2 separate regions of the Gossypium hirsutum genome follow, and region 1 is linked to region 2. Evidence: chromatin contacts called from public Hi-C data. All regions are on one chromosome and are shown on one strand. Each heading gives the region's core, a stretch centred on a gene start, on an enhancer-like site or on the middle of the called end of the contact. The rest is flanking DNA. Distances are from core to core; before and after follow the strand shown. Region 1 holds the start of LOC107914506 (thioredoxin H9). Region 2 holds the start of LOC107914954 (protein LIGHT-DEPENDENT SHORT HYPOCOTYLS 10).

The links. Hi-C and Micro-C count contacts between places; a contact is called where the count stands out from the background.
Region 1: a Hi-C map of leaf shows a contact between it and region 2, with 1.7 times the contacts expected there. The contact joins the promoter of LOC107914506 here to the promoter of LOC107914954 in region 2. A contact is called at or near these places in 4 of 34 Hi-C or Micro-C datasets (all in leaf).

The regions. Positions count from the first base shown.
Region 1 is chrD10:18,487,304-18,492,497 of Gossypium_hirsutum_v2.1, forward strand. It overlaps LOC107914506 (thioredoxin H9), which reads right to left and starts at 2,248. Exons shown (of 5, transcript XM_016843441.2): 1 at 1,844-2,248; 2 at 926-992. The coding sequence starts at 1,893. It overlaps LOC107914507 (ubiquitin-conjugating enzyme E2-17 kDa), which reads right to left and starts at 4,963. Exons shown (of 5, transcript XM_016843444.2): 1 at 4,726-4,963; 2 at 4,504-4,619; 3 at 3,751-3,878; 4 at 3,540-3,644; 5 at 2,761-3,125. The coding sequence starts at 4,573. The coding sequence ends at 2,982.
Region 2 is chrD10:18,216,095-18,221,315 of Gossypium_hirsutum_v2.1, forward strand. LOC107914954 (protein LIGHT-DEPENDENT SHORT HYPOCOTYLS 10) reads right to left here and starts at 3,387. Exons shown (of 1, transcript XM_016844025.2): 1 at 2,383-3,387. The coding sequence starts at 3,238. The coding sequence ends at 2,624.

The DNA.
Region 1 (5,194 bases), core at 998-3,497, 270 kb after region 2:
TTGCTGTTGCTAACACACTTGCTCCTTTTAGGTTTACTATTTCATCTTCCTCTGCCTGCGTCCTTTCTCCATTCCCAACACTGTCAAACCTCTAAGCTCTAAAAATGCTAAGGATGCAAGTGGAGGAAGATGAAATAGTAAACCTGGAAGGAGCAAGTGTATCAGCAATGATAAAAGAAAAGTGAGTTTTGATGATTGTAGAAATGGGCTGAATGATGATGATGAGACTACTGATCGATGAAATACAACAGGGTGTTGAGTTTATAAGCAAAGAAAAATCTGATGAGGGAAGCATCACTAGAGATGATGGGCTTGACAATGTTGGGAATGGAGAAAGGGTACAGGAGGACCGACGGCAAATACAACTATCTAGTTCAAGTCTTGTAGGAAGTGTGGAAGACATTTAACTACCCAAAATCTGCCAAAAAAAAACACCTTTTGAACCAGCATATCGGGCTGTAAGCACCACAATGTAAACCACACTTCTCCACAACCCAGACCTGTATCAACAAATGTCATGCTGACAACCGTTCAACAGCTTTAAATAAATGCAAGAACTCTGAGAATTTTAAATTGGATGAAAAATGTTTCAGAACAAATTTGCATGTCCAATAATGGACGTAAAATATCAGCAAACTTTAATTTTGAAAAGTTTCAGAATATTTTTTGGTTTATTTAATTAAAGATTCATTGCATCTTGGCCAACATAATTCTCTCATCAGATATATTATTAAGTCATTAAAAACTCAAAAGACCAAAGGATTATACCCTGTTCTTGCGGCAGTACAGTTACTAAACCTATCAAAATGTTATTCACTGATAGATAAATAAATGCAGAAAACCCGAGAACCAGAACGATAACTATTAGGCGAGAAAACCAAAATTGCATGCTATAAAATAAATAAAATGTGCTAAGAGCACTTACCTTAGAGAAGCAATGTCCCATATTTGAAAAATGCCAAAACGCCAACTGCAGCAATGTATCAGTACCCCTGAAAGTTGGGAAGACATCAAATTCCAGACATTGCAGACTTAAGTCCATGGTAAAGAAACAATTTTAACTATCAATTTATACACAATAATCAATCTTAAACAAGTTAAAAGTAAATCCACACTACTTCCACACAGGCAATAAACTTCAAAAGGCATAATAGCTGTATTATTTCCTAATAAACAATACTTGGATAAAACCCTAAGGGTATGTATTTACATTTCTGAATAAGTTACAGTCCATCCTGTTTTTCAAACCCAAAATTATGATATACAAAACCAAATCATGCTATTTGCTTTCTCAAATCCTTGCCAATAAAGCAAAAGAAAATCCTCCAAAAATGAAATTCTCATTCGATTGAACAAATAGTCAAAATGCAACAACAATTCCAACGACATTTAGACATAGCTTTTTCACTTGAATTATCAGAATTTTAACAAATACCAAGAAAGGAAACAGAAAAGTAAAAGAGTAATCTGAAAGTACTCTACAAATGGAAACAAAGAGAAAAGCAAGCTAGGAATGCAAGCTAAGAAGATTAATAGAACACCCGTCAATTACCAACTTAGAACAAAGCGACGGCTAATTTACCTGTAAAGATTAAGGCTTGATTTTCCGATTAGATTGGTGACAATAAAAAGAATCCAATACTAGATGCGAAAATTAAAGTAACCTTGCGGTTTAAGGAATCTAATGAAGTAGAAATTAAATAAAGAATGAGTAAGCAGAAAATTTTGGGTACGAAAAGCTTCTGAAAAATCAATGAAGGAAACAGAGTAGTAGATTAGAAACCCAAAGTCTCCAACACAAACAGGAATAGAGTCAAGCAGGCTCAAGCTTCGAAGGACTGACCTGTTCTCTGACTGTTTAGATCCTTGCCTTTTGCATCGCAATTTACTCATATACCCCCATGTTTTTCGCTGTTGCCAACAGGTTGAATTTTTCTAGTTTCTATTTTATATTTTAGAATAACTAAAAAATTTTAGATCAAAATATGCCACTAATTTCTAAAATATTCTTTTTCCGACTAATCCTTTATTACAATTATCGCAAGATTTAGTTATTTTTATTTATATAATTAGTATTTTTTTAATTAAAATTTACCTACTAAATACATTCATACAAGCAAATTTGGAAGGAAAAAAAGTAATGGGTCAATAATTGAAAAAAATAAAAGATTTAATTTTTAATTTATGCTCCGTAAGTAAAATAATTAATGTTGTGGAACAAGAAATTTTCAGTGCTGAAATGCAGTTGTTCCATTCAAGTCTGTATAATTTAAAATTAATTAAAGAAATTCTTAAGCTTGAAGCTATATCAACAACCTTATTATGGGGTTGTGGTTAAAGAATTACGATTCGTTTTACCTAAAGTTTGGCAACTGTTTTCAGTTGCCCTAAGGGTTGGGTTGTCCATTTATGGTTATAATTATTTGACATGATGGTTTCTTACCTCAACTCATCAGTCCCTGCACTTTTTAAAAAATTTGAAATTCAATCTCATACTTTTTATTTTTTAAATTTTGACCCTGTTAAATGTTTTTTATTAAACATATTAGTGTGAAATTTTGAAATAAAAAAAAAATTTACCTAACAACCATGTAACTAAAAAAGTGATATTATAATAACTTGAATTTAATAAAAAAATTTAACAATTTTAATATAGGGACTAAATTCCAAATGTTGGAGGAGCACAAGGACTGATGGCATATTTTTAACTGTTAAAAATTTTGTAGTCAAACCATAATCCTCCACTTATAAGCATGAAAGTTTTAGGAAATGCTTCATCATATAACAAGCTATAAAAAGACATGGAATGGAATGGCATTCTCTCTTACAACCATAGACCCACCTTTGATATAAGATGTCCACATAATTCAAATCCAAATCTAAGCACAATCACAAGTTCCTTCCCAAACCAAAATATATGAAGGTTTTAACACATACATGGCATCGTACAAAAGCCAATACGTATTACCCACTAACCACCATCATCCCATGGCATACTTCTGGGTCCAGCCACGTGCTGTAGCTTCATACTTTGCCCGATCAGTCTTATACATGTGCGCAATCTCCAGAACAAGTGGGTCATCAGGGTTTGGATCAGTCAACAACGAGCAGATCGAGAGCAGAACCTGGTTTCGCATTGGAGTTAAACTCTTTTATTTCCAATCAGCGGCAGAAGCCAATGCAAAGAAGGATAGTAACAACAACAATATAATAGTTCATCTTCTAAAGTGGCTAAAGTTGGTGCGTATTGCCAATGATATTTAATCAAGGTTGGTCTTTCTCTTCTGATATTAATTATTCAATTCCCAGAAAGAATTAAACTCGGGGAGTAACTGTAGTGATTGTTCGTGTGTTGGAAACGCATACAAACTCGTAAAATGCAAGTCTAACTTATAACCAATAGAAAGTAATTTTACCCAAGGATATTGAAATCATTTAAAAGTAACACCAGAGAAACTTTTGTGCAGCCATAGTCGGCCAAAAACCAAGATTCTGCATGTGTATGAAATACCATAAGGTTAACAGGAGTAAGGTCAAACCTTGGAAATGGTTAGGGCTGGACTCCACTGTTCTTTTAGGATATCAAGACAAATGCTCCCATTGCTATTGATGTTTGGATGGAAAACCTTGGTCCTAAATGCAACCTAAACATGATGGCAGCATTATCCATGAAAAGAGGACGTACCACTCAAACAACATTTCACACACAGAGAAAAGGGATAATAAAACGATCCAGGTGAAGCAAACTACCTTAGGGGGCTTGAAAGGATAATCTGGAGGAAAATGAATACTAACTAAAAATACACCTCCCGCATAAGGGCTATCGGAAGGGCCCATGATTGTTGCTTGCCAATGAAACATGTCTTCAGCTACAGGTCCTATCACAAAAAAAAAAGTGCAAGCATCCCGAGGTTAGTGACATAATAGAGCATCACATGACAAAGTTAGGTCTAAAGAATGCGAATCGAAAATTTTGTAGACTAAAAACTTAGGGACTTCGGACCCATGCTACATTGTTGAGGGTCACTAGCCCAAGCCGTACCCTGGCTCCCTCAAGGACTTCTATATAGTAGAGGTCTTGAGTTCGAGCCTTGCCATTAGCTAGCTTTTCGGCAACCATGGCACCATGTGCTCGCTCTTCAGTAACTCTGGCTCCTGCCTATTCAGGCATCCCGAGACGCGCACCTGCTTTGTGAACCCATCAGCGCTCTCGACAGAGAGACAAAACCTCGACATGTTGAGGGTCCGACCCTCAGCATCCATGGTTACGGAATTTCAGCGATAAGCACTGGGGATGGACAAAAGCAAGCTTGCTTGAGCACAGGTTATAAGTATACAGCCAAATACATATAATCCTAAATGGAATTCAATACATTCATGGGTATATAAATGACACGTATTGTACATGAAACCAGAGAAAAGAAAAATAGACAAAGTGGTATAAATGAAGTTATTATCAGGAGGGGCATAAAATTTATGTATGTCCAGAAAAAGAAAAGGGACCTGCACTGCAAGAAGTGGGTGGATCCTTTTGCAAATCCTTGAGTTCCTTCAAAATCCGCTTCGAGGCCATGACGCTTTGAACAGACCACAAGAATCCTAAGAGGACAGGAAGGAACCTGAAGACAAAATCAGAAAAAACCATCACATGAAGAACAATATATAGCAACTGCAGTGAAAGTAAAGATTGAAGAAGAAAGTTGTGAAAGAAAAAAGAAAATATACCTAGAGCAGAAGAGAGAAATTGGGGATTAGATATGAGACGGGAAAGTTTGAAACTTTGAAGCAGATTCTCCTTTTTATCTCTCTCTCTCTCTTCTTCCTTCCTTCCTTGGCCCTCAACGAGCGCGTCGTCTCCACCGGCAATCCCTTGATTTTGCACTCACAACAGAGCGAGAGAGATAACAGTTTTTTATATAAACAAGAGGAATCTTATCACACGCAAACATAATATTTAAAATACAAATATTAGATAAATAATCAGTATAATTTAAAATTAATTAATAATGAATATGTATAATATTAAAATAGAAAAAACTTAAATTGTGAGTAAATAAATTTAAATAGTAAATACTTCATATTAAAAAAATACTAAATGTATTATAACTATACGTGATGTTATTATTAGTTACTATTGAGTTGACTTTTGACACTAACTCAATTAGTAACATTACGAATATATACACAATTGATT
Region 2 (5,221 bases), core at 2,137-4,636:
GTAGTTAGGATGGTCCATTTATCGGTAAGAGAATGTTCTAATGTTGTATGTATTTTTTTGGCATAGTTGCACGTAATTTGTTATTTAACTGTGAGATATTAACCAATTTTTTAATATGATTAGGGTCCGTACCGCGTGACCATGGTCCGAGCTACCAGCCAGACGCATGGATTATGCCCTACTTAAATGTCGCGAGATTTGGATCAGTAGCATTAATCCGTGTGCTCAAGCTGAGGGGGCGACTTAATATCGACACTAGTTAAGTGGTGGTGCCCAGAGACGCACACCTTTTATTTACAGTATGGGGAATGTACCATCACACTAAAGGATGTCGCAATGCAAGTAGGGCTCCCCGTGGACGATGATGTGGTAATTGGTTCAAGCGGCATAGCAAATCTTGCGGCACTCTACTATGACTTGCTTGGACGCTCTCCCAGTGATGGTACCGATAAATTTACGGGTTTAAAATTTTCGTGACTGAAGGCAAATTTTGAAACATTATCAGATTATGCAACTGAGATGGAGAAGATACAGGCTGCTTGAGCCTATATACTACAACTTATAGGGGTACTTATGTAGGATTCCAATAATAATAAAGTCTACTTGATGTATCTGTCTTTACTTAGTGATTTGCAAGGTGCTCATTCCTACAGCTGGGGTTCGGCAATACTAGCGACGCTATATCGTGAGCTTTGTCGGGGGACAAAACACAAAACTGTCGATATAGGTGGCTGCTTGATACTGCTACAATCTTGGGTGCTATACATGATGCCATTTCTGGTATCAGTGGGTCACCAAGTACATGTGTTCCCACTTATGAATAGGTAAAAAAATTTTTTAATTTGGATCAAGATTTTTTTCATGAAAATATTTTCTAACGAGTTTGGTTTATATTTTTAGATGGTATACTTGTCTGAACATCGAAAAGTCGAAAGCACTCATTGTATACCGACAGATGATCGAGGCATACATCAAGGATAGGGTAATTTATTTTCAAATAATTAAATTATATTAATGTTATGTAATTAGTTTATTTATTAAATTACACTGTAATTATTATTTTAATCATGTGTTTAATTGTGTAGTTCGTGTGGATGTCGTATATCACGCCGGATGTTGCTTTCGTCATTCCTCCGCCGACTAGAGCATATGCAATCTTGTGGTGTATTAATGCTCCCATTATCAATATTCAAATGGTGGAGTGGTATGCCAGGGATCAGGTGCTTCGTCAATTCGGGTGTCGTCAACATATTCTTGACGTTCCTATACAATTGGGAAAATATGTCCACAAAATTTACAAGAAAGGGAAACATGCAAAGAATTGGGCATTAGAGCATCAACCATATATTGTGTTGTGGAACGCCCGGTTGGAGAGAAGGCCTTATTTGGAATCATGTTTTTCCTAATTTCACTCCATCGAGGGGCTACCAGTAGTGGCATGTGTGGAATGGGTTGCCCTAGTTATATGGTGGTCGATTGATGTTAGTCCCTCCACATATGGAATGACGAGGTCTCCTACAAAGCTGTCCTGACGGCCTATCGCGGATGTGACTTGTTGGTCACGGGCCCGGGTTCCAATACCTGAAAATTATTAGATCTATTTTTCAGCTTAAAAGAAATTATATTTTATTAAAAATAATAGGGTATCGCGTGACAGGTTGGCGGCACTAATAAAAAATATTTTTTTTCCTTTTTATGCTTATACATGTAAAAAAAAACACGTATTTTGAGTTTGAAATACAAGTGCCATCGATTGGTTAGGCTGCACCCAAAAAAAATAAATTATTTTAAAGAGGAAAGGGGTGCCGCCGATTGGTCAGGCAACACCAGTTATTTACTGCAAAGTTTGCCTAGATTCGAGAATATTAGTGTCATTATCCCATTCTGGTATTTATTTATTTTATATTATTGAAGTAAAAAATTTTATAATTTATCATCTGTTTATTTAAAATGTAACTCGATTGATTCCTAACTAAATTAACATATTATTATAATAATGAAAAGGACATGGATTCAAAAAATATATACTTATTAAAAAGAAATATGAATAAAAATAAGCTACGGAAAATGTTAATAAGGGCGGTTCATGGTTGATTAATATGATATTTAAATGAAGTATGATTGATAAAAAAGATTTAAAATGAAAAAAGTAATTCAATGAGTCTTTGTAAATGCCGATTCACGTCACTAATATTATGATGGTTGAAATTAGGTATAAATTTGGAGTGGGGAATCTGGGTTGTTTATAGTATTGAGGATTAATTAATATTGCAGTTGGTATACCACCAAATAGGTAACAAATTATTTGATTTGTCTCTTGAAGTCGGTGGGCTTCAGGATGTCTTCTTGCAAAGTAATGAAATATATATATAATCTTAGAAAGCAGTTCATTCACTCCAGAAATTACATGCAGTGATTCATCTAATGAAATTGAAAAATATAGCAGTGAAAATAACTAAATAAAACAATAGCAGTGCTGGATCTAACATTAATTCAAAGTGAAACTAGTACTTAAAGGAAATAGAGAAGCAAAAATAAAAATACCATGTATATATTGAAACACTGCGAGCAGTGAGTGAGGGATAAGACTCTAAACCCTAAATTCGAAAAGAAAGAAAAAGAATCAAGAGAAGAAGAGGGTCGAGCTGGATTCATCGCTTGGTTTGTCTTGCTTGGGCTTTTTCTTTTGCTTCTTGTAAGGGATCCCCCTTGCCTTTGCTTGACTTTCCCTCACCTCTCTTAGATAAACTCGAATAGCACCGGTGGCAAAAGGGTTGGACTCAGGTGACCCTCCATTTTCTTCATAAGCAGCTCGAAGCCTCCCAATAAGAGCATCAAGGCTGCCCCAAGCTTGCCTAAGGGGGCAAGTGCAAGGAGCAGGTGGTTCAGGCTGTCCGTAGAACATGCAACCTTGGAGGTGAACCTTGGTCTTCCCGAACTGATCCAGATATCGCAGGAAGTCTAAGACATGGTTGGAATTGCACTGTGAAAGAGGAACCGGAGGCCGCTGGTTCTTCAAGTACTGACCGAAAGTATTCCAGTCCCTTCTCTTCTGGGACTCATATCGGCTAGGTGTTGGGGGTTGGTGGTGATCGGCAATCAAGGATGATCCTTCGGCTATATCCTTCCCTCTCTCACTGGACATATCGTTGAGATGGATGTGTATGTTTGTTGGTAAGGAAGGCAGGCAAGTAGAAATAGGGGGGCCGGGAAGCAAGGTAAGGGAGAGGAGGAACATGAAGTTCACATCATGGGGCAACCAAGACACGCCATGGGGCCATAAGACGTTGCTTTCTCTCCCTCTTTTTCATCATCTTTCATTTCTGTACATTCTCCTCTATAATTATACTATAAAATTAGCTATGTATTTTCCCTATTAATCCAATGCAATAATTGATGTTATTTGTCAATACATTAAGCTCTTATCATGTTACTTTTGAACTACCTTTAACCCCTATTGCCCTCTATGATTTCTTTTTTGGTATACCAATGAAAAAGTAATAAATCAATATATCTTAAAATGATAACCTCGTTGACAGCATGTACATGATAACTTTTCTAAATCAAACGCCACAAATTAAGACTAGAAACATGCAACTCCTCTTGGGGGTGGGGGGCCGAAATTACGTATCAAAACAATATTTTAAAAGCCAAAAAATAAAATAATAAAATTTTGAGATATTATGTATGTTGTAGAGTTTTTTTTATATTTAAATGTTACATATTTAAAAGCACAAATTTAATAAAAAAATTATAAGTAATAAGCTAAAACAAATATATAATTGTAAGTAAATTCAAAGTTTTCGGTATTTATGGCAAATCGATAAAGTTACGTTTAATTTTAGAAAACAAATTTCTTGGCTGATTACTTAAATAAGGGTAGTAGGAATTAGTATCATTTACATTGATTAACTTTTAGATAGTACAATTTTTTTTTAAGAACTAAACCATTAAAAGGTTATAAACAATATATATAGAGAACTAAGTATAAGCTCTAAAATCAGTAGATTTGCAGTTACGCCGCCGCCATTGATTTGTCATCAGATCATTTGATTAAAAAAAATTTTGTAGTTGACTTCATTGGAGGACAAAGTTACCAAGAAAGTTTGTATACGTAATAATGGTCTGGGGAGGATGATCATTTTCTGGTCGTGGATGAGGAAGGAAATCCCAATGGATTTGATAAGCTATCTAACTCACGGTTATCTTTCAAAGACATGTTGCTTGGGGTTTCAAGGGATGCGAAACAAAGTTTGCACGATCAAGATAATGATGATCTACAGTTACTCAATGGAGATGTGACTACTGGAATAGAAGACGAACTACCTTCGATTCGATTTTCTGAAATGGTTCATCAGATTTTATATCAGAGTATATCTCGCACGATTGTGGTTAAGCTTTTGGGAAGGTAAATAGGTTTCCAGGCTCTTTCTAATAAGATTTATCACCTTTGGAAGCCTTCCACTCCAGTTAAATTTTTGGATTTGGAAAATGATTATTTCATGGTGAAATTCCAAGTGGAAATGGATTATATTCAGGCTCTCACAAAAGGACCGTGGATTGTTTTTGGGCAACATTTAACGGTTCAACCCTAGTCTGAATTCTTCTCAACTAGTCAACCTCATCCGTCGAATGTGGTGGTAGCTTCGATTCGCCTTCTGGGCATCCCCGGTTTTTTTGTATCGGAAGAGTATCTTAACGAGCATTGGGGGAGACGATTGGTCATGTCATTAAACTTGATGATAATACGGGCAGTACGCATCGGAGTCGATTCGTTCATATGGCGATCCTTCTCGATCTTAACAAGCCTTTGGTTTCTAAAATTAAGGTGGATGGTCAACTTCAGCGTGTAGAATATGAGTCTATCCCTAATATTTGTTTTTCTTGTTGGCATTTTGAACACTTGAGAGAATCTTGTTCTTTTGTCCCTAGCCATGATGGACGAAGTATAAAGAGGACTGTACAAATGGCAGACCAAAGGAACCAAGAAGCTCTGGTTATGGCCAAAAATAAGAAAGAGTTGGACATGTTTGGGCCTCAGATCGTAGTCGATCGCTAGAATAGTAGACCTAGACGAAAACTAGTGGCTCGCCGGGAAGGAAGGAAAGAGTCGGTTTCGTAGGGATCCCGCTTTAAGGCTTTCCATGATTTATGGGATGAAAGTCAAATTAATGTTAGGGATTCTGATCCCGTTGATCCAGCTAGACTGAAGGGAAAAGGG